Linked DNA regions of Gossypium hirsutum: region 1 is linked to region 2. A link is a contact called in public Hi-C data. All regions are on one chromosome and are shown on one strand. Each heading gives the region's core, a stretch centred on a gene start, on an enhancer-like site or on the middle of the called end of the contact. The rest is flanking DNA. Distances are from core to core; before and after follow the strand shown. Region 1 has its middle 28 kb from the start of LOC107914383. Region 2 holds the start of LOC107914381 (transcription factor TGA4).

Region 1 (4,341 bases), core at 468-2,967, 42 kb after region 2:
CTTTTAATTGTTTTATTTATGGTTGAAATTATCTAATTTGGTACATAATCCTTTTGTTTATAATTTTAAGAAGTTAGTTTTAGAAATTAACTAATCACCATTAAAAATAATAGAAAATAAAAATTTTAAAAATATAATATATAATAAAATTATATAAATAATTTAATATTTTTAAAAATTAATTTTGCATAATTTTTTAAATTAATTTATTAAATTATTTGAGATTGTTAGTGATACGTACGACTTATTATGGATTTAAAAGTTAAAAATAAATAGAACACGTATAGTCTCCTAATTAGTTTATAAAATCAAAAAAAAAAATTATCAATATAACAAAAGGAAATTCAATTAATTCTTTTACATTTTTTATGAAAAATTAAATGTTCATATTTTTTCTTATATAATTATTGATTGAACAATTGAATTTTTCAAAGTCATAATTTTAAATTTTTTATTTAATTTCCAATTTCAATGACGATTTCTATGTACCTTGAAGGAAACATCCTACTGCTAACAACAAGAATAAATCTAAAGTAATTTTTTTAAGGTTTTTCATTTTCATTAGCTAAAATTTTGTCAATCAAAATATTATAAAATATTATATTTAGAAGAACACTAATGAAAAAAATAAAAGGAAATAAAGTTTCAAGATAAACTCATTGGTATTAGGAATTGGTTCGAAAAATGGTTCATTAGTTGAGTGAAGATTTTTTTTCTTTTTTTGGGTTTTACAAATTTATAGATGTGGAATGCCTTTGTTTTAGAAGCTAAAAGCTTTGATTAGGAAGGTTGATGATCAAATTTATATAATTTGTAAATGTGAAGGGTTAAATTTATTCAATTATTTAGAATTAGGATCAAGTTGATAGAATAAGTAAGTATTGAGGACTAAATGTGTTAGTATACCAGTGAGGCCCATAATCAATTTAACAACAGGTGACCAAAATAGGAACAAATTCAAACCTTAGTGCCTAAATTAAATTTTTTTTTAAAGTTGAGTGACCAAAATAGGAATGCAAGCATAATTGGGTGACCATTTGTATAGTTTACCCAATATTAATTCATCTTTTTACAGATTTGGATTTTGTAAAGTAGGATAATTAGTGAATTTGGATATTAAATTACTATTTACAAATTAAATCTGGATGTTTAAATATTTATTATCTGAATATGTTTTAATTATATGGAGAATATATTCGAATATTCAAACATAATATCAATTCAATTATTTTAAGCTTTTAAAAATTAATTTAGTAGTGGATTGAGTCTTAACTCAATTGGTATTGATATTGTTGTTAATGTAGGAGGACATGAGTTTAATTGGACTGAAGTGTATTATCCTCATATTTACTGACGGAGATTGAACCCATCATCGCCAACGACCAAAGAAGGCTCTAGAATCGGTAGAAATTGGACATTTTTGTCTAAGTCCGGGGATGCAACACAAAAACGACTCTCCTCACCACCCTCTATGAACTCAGATTTAGGAGAAATCTGATAGAGCGCCTCAATGAGACTCTTTGCAGTGATGAAAAGGCACTACCAGTATACTCCACCACAACTACAGATGCAAAGAAGAGGAAACGTGATTATGATAGATGATAGGATTTAGGCTTTCTTCAGTTTACTTAGGTTTTTGCTTTGATTAGGGCCTTAAAAGAGGCGTTTCAATTTCTTTTATTTTTTCTTTTTCTTTATTGTTAGGCAAACCCGAGGCACCGCCTCGGTTATCAATACTCTATTGACAGTTGTTAGACAGCTGGTACTTTCAGAACTTTGATCAGTGTACCACATATCCTCTCTTTAATGCATTCCAATTTTACTTCAAAAAATGTGAGGAGGAGGTATAGGTAGTTTTAAACATTATATTAAAAGAAGCAGATACGATAATAACTTATAATGAAATTAATATTCAAAAAATAATAATACGAATATTTGACTAATTTGAATATTCGATGAATATTGTATTTTTAAAGGTGGATTAAGATAATAATGTTTGACTATTTTTAAAAAAAATAAATATCAAATTTATACGTGAACTTTAATCCAATGTGCAATTTGATACATGAGCATTGATTTGGTACAATTATACACATGAAACTTAATTTGTGGTTTATATGTATGCATGAAACTTTGATTTTGATTTAAATGTACACATTTAAAGAAATAAATACATACATTAATTTTCATATTTGATTAATATAATTATTTGTGCATACAATATATCAATGTAAAATGGTGCTAATTCGATAACATTATTAGTGATTTAAAAAAGCTAAATCAAATAAAAAAATCATTTATAAAATTGCACAAAATCAAAGTTTATTTTATAATATTGCACATTGGATCAAAGTTCATGTATAGTTTTGATATTTATTTCTTTTTTTAAAAACAATTTCTGTTGTTACTCGTAACTAAACTTGTTCAAGGGTTGGATTACCTGTCCAAACCCGAAGGTCTACCTAAAATTTAAAAGGGTTTAGCAAAAATATTAGGCCCAAAATGTGGGTTTAGGCAAAAAAAATAGGCTCGTTTAAGATACGAGTCGGCTCAAGCTCAAACCTTCAAGGCCCAAACTTAGCCTAACCGGTTTCTAAGTTTCTAATATATTCTATTATGTTATTTTTATATAGTATGTAATATATAACACATAAAAATTAAATCCGGAGTAATATATAATACTATAATATTAACATTAAAAAATATTAAGTTGCCTATATATAAAATTTTAATCTAAAGTAATGACTTAGTTCGCCTAATCTAAAGCACATGTACGATCCAAGTGAAAGGGTTTATTGCTATAAACACCACAATCGATCAGTTTAAAAGAAAATTTTTAAAATTTTATTGTGCATTGTTCCACTATTTCAAATTGAATTTTCCAAATCCCTAAAATAGAACCTGATCGTATCTTTCAAGACTAAAAACTTCAGCGATAACTCGGTGGTCAGGGTCATCCATATTATTAGAACCATTAATTAAGGTTGTAGCTTTATACTTAGTCTTTTTCTCATTTACTTTCTCATTTACTTTCTCCTATCAATAATGGGTTTATGTAGTGTAAGACCATAGATCGGCTATGGAAACCAACATAGTCTGTCAGGACGCTAATCATGGAGTTATGTGGTGTAAGACCATATCTCGGCTATGGCAGCATATGGAGTCCACCAGAACAATAAACTGGAGGTAGTCTGCCAGGATGTTAAACATGGGTTCATAATGTGTAAGACCATGGCTCGACCATGGGGCACAAAAGAGTTTAAATTGAGTAACATCGTTCCTCGGCTATGGCATCATATGGAGTCCATTAGGACACTAAACAAGGGGTAGTCAGCCAGGATGTCAACTATGGGAAATCACACAAATGAGGAAAAAGGGATTTGAAGAAAAATACAAGTTTTGGCAAGTGATAACTAGCCAGTGGATTTGAGGAATCCACCAAGAATGGCAAAAGTAACAAAAGTGGGAAAAGACTGCCAAATTAGTAGTCGTGGAAGCCGAAAGGGCATATGGGTGGCAACCCCTCAAGATTCAGATGTGAGAATAATGTGCCTGTAATACCTGTGGTATAAGCAAACAAAAGAATATTTAACTGGAGACCACAAATACGAATCCGCCATTAAGAACCGCCAAAGGGTGCTAAATGAAACTGAATATAGGAAAGAGGTACTAATAAGGAAGATTTGAATGATAGATATGTTTATCAAGACTATTCCTCTTTGAGGAAAGTATATGGTGAGTATATTAGTCATAAAGTTTGTTTCACATAGGGGAGCTCAGTCGGTTAACCGACCCGAAATAGCATTAACTGAATTAACCGACATTTCAAAATTTTTAACCGTTAACCGAACCGAAATTTTTTCGGTTAATTCGGTCGGTTAACCGAATTAACTAAAAATTATATATTTTTTTATTTTTAGTTAAAAATTAACTGAATTAACCAAATTAACTGAATTACCCGAATTAACCAAATTTCTCGAATTACCCGAATTAACCGAATTGAATCACTACATAATTAAAAACATTACATAAGTCTTTAAAGCACTAACATTACATAAGTCTTGAAATTAACACATAATTGAAAATTTATTTTTATTTATTAATTTATTTGTAATTTTTATGATTGGATTGGGTTGGGTAATTGGGTTGGGTTGGATACTTGGGTTTGGATTAGTTTAGGTGAATAGTGGGCTTATTTATATATTATAATTTTATTTATTAATTTTTTCGATTAAATCGAAAAAATTAAATTAACCGACCGGTTTTGAACTAAATTAACCGTTAACCGAAAAATTAAAAAATAATTAACCGACCCCTGACCGAAAAGATTCAGTTAACTGA
Region 2 (4,329 bases), core at 624-3,123:
ACATGGAATTAAAGAATTTTGATCTGCTAACTACCAAAAAGAAGAAAGAACTGTTTAAATCTAAAAAATTGATCTTACAGTTTCAACGTCAGAAGAATCATTTAAAAGCTCCTATAACGCTTCAACAATCATCAACCTTGCAACTCTTGAAGCAACTAATCTTATTACCTTGTAACTATTTCCTGTCTGCAATAGTGCATCCACATATATAGGTTATTTTTGTTCTTCTTTCTCTTTTCTCCCTTTGACTTAACTATTGCTATTCAAAAGCTATGGTACCCAGCTTTAGAGATAAATGTTGAATACGGGTAAGCATACAATATGAGTATAGGTAATGTCTAAATAAGTGCCGGATATGAGTAGTTTGGAGAAAATGAGGAGTATGAGCCTGAGAAACACAATTCAGAAGTAAAGTTCCCATTCGCTAGTAGCTGCTGAAAAAGTAACTTGATAATAACCATTCAAGTTACTTGACACTGTGAAACTGCAGTTAGCCCCTTCCATATGAACACTATAGAAGCTTAGCTATTAAGGATGATAAATCTATGGTGACATCGGCGTCGACAAGGAATGAATAGTGAAAAAACAATGAACAATGATATTCCCTCTTTAACTTTCCAAGCTCATAGAGTTTATAGTTCCATAGAAGGGAAACCAATGAATCACAATCAACTTCAATTTAGTGGTTTCAAAGAAAATATGGTTTATTTGTATCCAAGTGTATGAAAAAGATTGAAAACCCAATCATGACATCCTTATTTTCATATCATTATCCTCCATCCAACTCAGTCGTATGCTGTCAACTCTTGCCATTGTTGGAGGTCACTGTTGAACTTAACTCTTATTTTCGTGGTGGACCTATTGTTGCTCGGACCTGGATATGAGTATTTGATACGAGTATGCGTTTCAATAATTTTTTTCTTCAAAATTTTCATATATTTAGAGGATTCTTTAAAGATCAATCCTTAATCAAACATTAGTCAAATAAGGGTATTGGACACAAATACTTAAAAAAAAAAAAAAGAACACGATCAACATAGGCTATTCCTACTACAGTAGCAAGATATTCCTCCATATGATCTTTCCTAATAGGAACAAAGAGCTTCTTCTGCTATAGATGAAGTTAAGATAAACCAAAAGGATAAAGCTATGCATATGAATCTGGATGAAAATGATTTGAAAAATCTAATTGAGACATTCAATAACAACAAATAAAAGAAGATCAAAGTCTCAAATAACTATGATAATAATCACAATCAATACTTATTCAATCTGTTTTCCCCTCTGAATGAAATTCAAACCAATTCAAAATTAATAAAAGGAAAAAAGAGGGCTACCCAATAACATGGTTCAACTGAAAATCCATTTTCTGAGCTCCAAAACAGAAAAATTTTCCAGTACTTTATTAATCCATCTTGCGAGAAAAACAACAGAAGATAACTCAAATTACAAAAACTACAAAAAAAATATAGAGATATAGGTATAGAAAGGAAGAAGCTTTGTTTTAATTCAAATAAGTTGGTATGCTTTGCATTTTTCCCAGCTTTCCCGGAAACCAAACAATTAAAAAGACAAAAAACAAACCAACCTTTTGTTAAAAGAGTCGTTAGAACAAGTTTCCCGCTAAAACTTGAGGTCCAAAAACAGCAAAAAAGAAAACAAATTCCTTTCAAAAACCAATAAGCAAATAGCTTCTTCTTCTTCTCTGCGAAACCCCTAAGCTTCTGTCGTATAATGCCCCAACACCAATCCTTCTGGGAACCCCAATCGCCCTTCACACTGATCGCATCTTTTCCCCTTTATTTTATTTTATTTTATTTTATTACTACAATCAGGATAATAACGTAATGCGAGCTGAAGAAACTCGACCTTCACTTAAAATTTTAATATTCAAAAAATATATTTTTTAAAATTGGATTTGATCTTTCACACAATCTTCATCTTTTTACACTGATTATTCGTATTCAAAAATTAAAAATTATTTATTGAATTTAACTTAATAATTTAAAGTCCTTAAATAAAAAAATAAAAAAATGGAACAATTCCACGTTTTTGCACTACAACATTTAACTTTTTTATATTCTGTGGTTACTATTAGTATTTTTTAAATGATTACTTGTTAGATTTGTCTTCGTAATATCGTAATCCACAGTGAGTTGAACAGCACATTACCCATTAGCCATTATTTTAGAGGTTTTCAGAAAAATACAAAATGTTTTTTTTATTTTTATTTAAAAAATGGTCATCTTTCCACTAGCTCTGTTTATTATATACCCGACTCAACTTTCTTCCTTTAATCCACGCGCATTCCTTTCTTGCGTGTTCCTCACGTCAGTTTCCGGCGTAAAATTTTGTCCCTTCTCCTGTTTCTTCCCTTCCACTTCACGCTCTTAACCAGCGCTTGAATCTCACTCTCTTTTTCAAAAAATATTATTTAGTATAATTAGAGGTTTGGTGAACCTAATTAATCATTAAATGGTGACCCTTCCTTACATTCTTGCTCTAATTGCCCCACCCCTTCACGTCTTCTTAGAGACAATGCTGATCTCAACACTTCAAACCTGTCTCACTCTCTCTCTCTCTCTGCGTATGCTATTCCTCTAACCAAAACCTAAACCTATACCTCTACATCCTTATTTCATATAAACTTTTTTAGAACTCCTGTTTTATGAAAGTCAATTCTTACTTTTTAATATGTTGAATTTTAATTTTTGTACTTTTTATATATTGAAATTTTAGTCCTCATCTATACAGTTGTAAAATTAATCTATTTTCTCTGATTGGATCATTTTAAGTCTCTATTATATTTTTAAATTATAAAATTTTAATATTGACGCAAATAATAGTTGTTGATTCATTAATTAATTCATTAGTGAGTAACATGTAAAAATAACAAGTTAATATGACATTACACATATGATAGCATGTTTAACGTATTGACTTTTGGAAATAACAGAACTTATCTTAATGAATTTAACAATTATTGTTTGATGAGACTAAAATTTTAGAATTTAAAAAATACATAAACTAAAAATGAACCAATTAAAATGCTAGAACTAAATTAACAGCTTCACAAAACACAAAAACCAACAGCATACATATTTTTATCCATTTTCCATAATTTCACTAACTTAAATAATAATATAATATAAATAACAAAATAATTAAAATGAGACTTGACAATATTTTAAATTGACTTATGATATTTTTTTTATAATTATGGATAAACTTCTTCTTGAGAAAAAAAATAAAAAAAGAGGCAACTTAGGGTGAAATAATTAGTTGAAGTTAGGGAATAGGATAGAGAAATTCAGAATCTATACCGTTTTGATAAGCAAAGTTTGTTAATTATACAAGTTGGCTTAAGGAATTAAATCCACATCTTGGAAAGAATATGGTAGCTTTTTGACAACTACATCTTCACTTTTGCCTTTATCCATATCTACTGCCCTATTCCTATTTAAATCTCGCAAGTTTAATTCAATTTGAAATATAAATAAAAAAAATACCATCCCAACTTTCACACACCCTTTTAAACTTTAAATTAAAATAAAACAATACTTTATTTATCTTTGTCAAAAGTTTTATGTAAATAATAACAAATCGGATAGAATTTTGATGCTTTTTCTCTGGTAGATTTATTTTTTAAGTTTAATATTTTTATGATGACAAATAAATCTAGTTTTACATTTTTGGGAGAATTCCACTCCCATGTTGCATGGTGTAGATTGTAGAAATTATGAAATTCAACGCCATTCTATGCTAACTACGAATACCCATGATTCCATATGCACTAATTAGCAGCACTACAAAAATAGTTGCATATATCAAGCTATATATATATATATATTGTAGAAAGCTTTATATAATAATGGGAGATAGCCCATGTTGAGCATGTAAATTTTATTATTATTTGAAGATAACCCAATCCCATTTGTGTGAAGGATTAGCAACTTTTAGAGAGACATTTCCTAAACTTTGGTGAGGAGGTCCAATTAGTGCCGACTAAAACAACTATAGGTCAAGCATATATGACATAAATGATTAAAAGAATCATATATGAGGGATAGTTCATAATATATTAATTAATGTGAAATATGGATAATCTAGTAGGAAGAAAAGATTAAAAATGATTGAAGAGAGGATAAGTTTAAATAATTAAATTATGGATAATTATTTGATATATTAATGGTGGAGTTTTTGTATTATATAAATGATATTAAAAAATTGTCATATGTCTTTACTTGATATTTAGAAAATGAAAAAAAATTAAAAGAGACATATAGCAACTTTTTAATCAAGCTTGTGGAGTTAAAAAATCCAACCACT

Evidence for each region. Hi-C and Micro-C count contacts between places; a contact is called where the count stands out from the background.
Region 1: a contact with region 2 is called in a Hi-C map of leaf, with 2.0 times the contacts expected there. The contact joins the enhancer-like site here to the promoter of LOC107914381 in region 2. A contact is called at or near these places in 16 of 34 Hi-C or Micro-C datasets (anther, callus, cotyledon and 4 more).

The regions. Positions count from the first base shown.
Region 1 is chrD10:14,731,709-14,736,049 of Gossypium_hirsutum_v2.1, forward strand. No RefSeq gene overlaps it. Among protein-coding and RNA genes, the nearest start is that of LOC107914383, 28 kb to the right of the region's middle. Within about 2 kb of position 1,718, at least 7 of the 9 cell types and tissues checked have an H3K27ac peak or open chromatin away from gene starts, as enhancers often do. A contact at or near this core is called in cotyledon, fibers and leaf, where this site is marked.
Region 2 is chrD10:14,689,488-14,693,816 of Gossypium_hirsutum_v2.1, forward strand. LOC107914381 (transcription factor TGA4) reads right to left here and starts at 1,874. Exons shown (of 10, transcript XR_001688804.2): 1 at 1,589-1,874.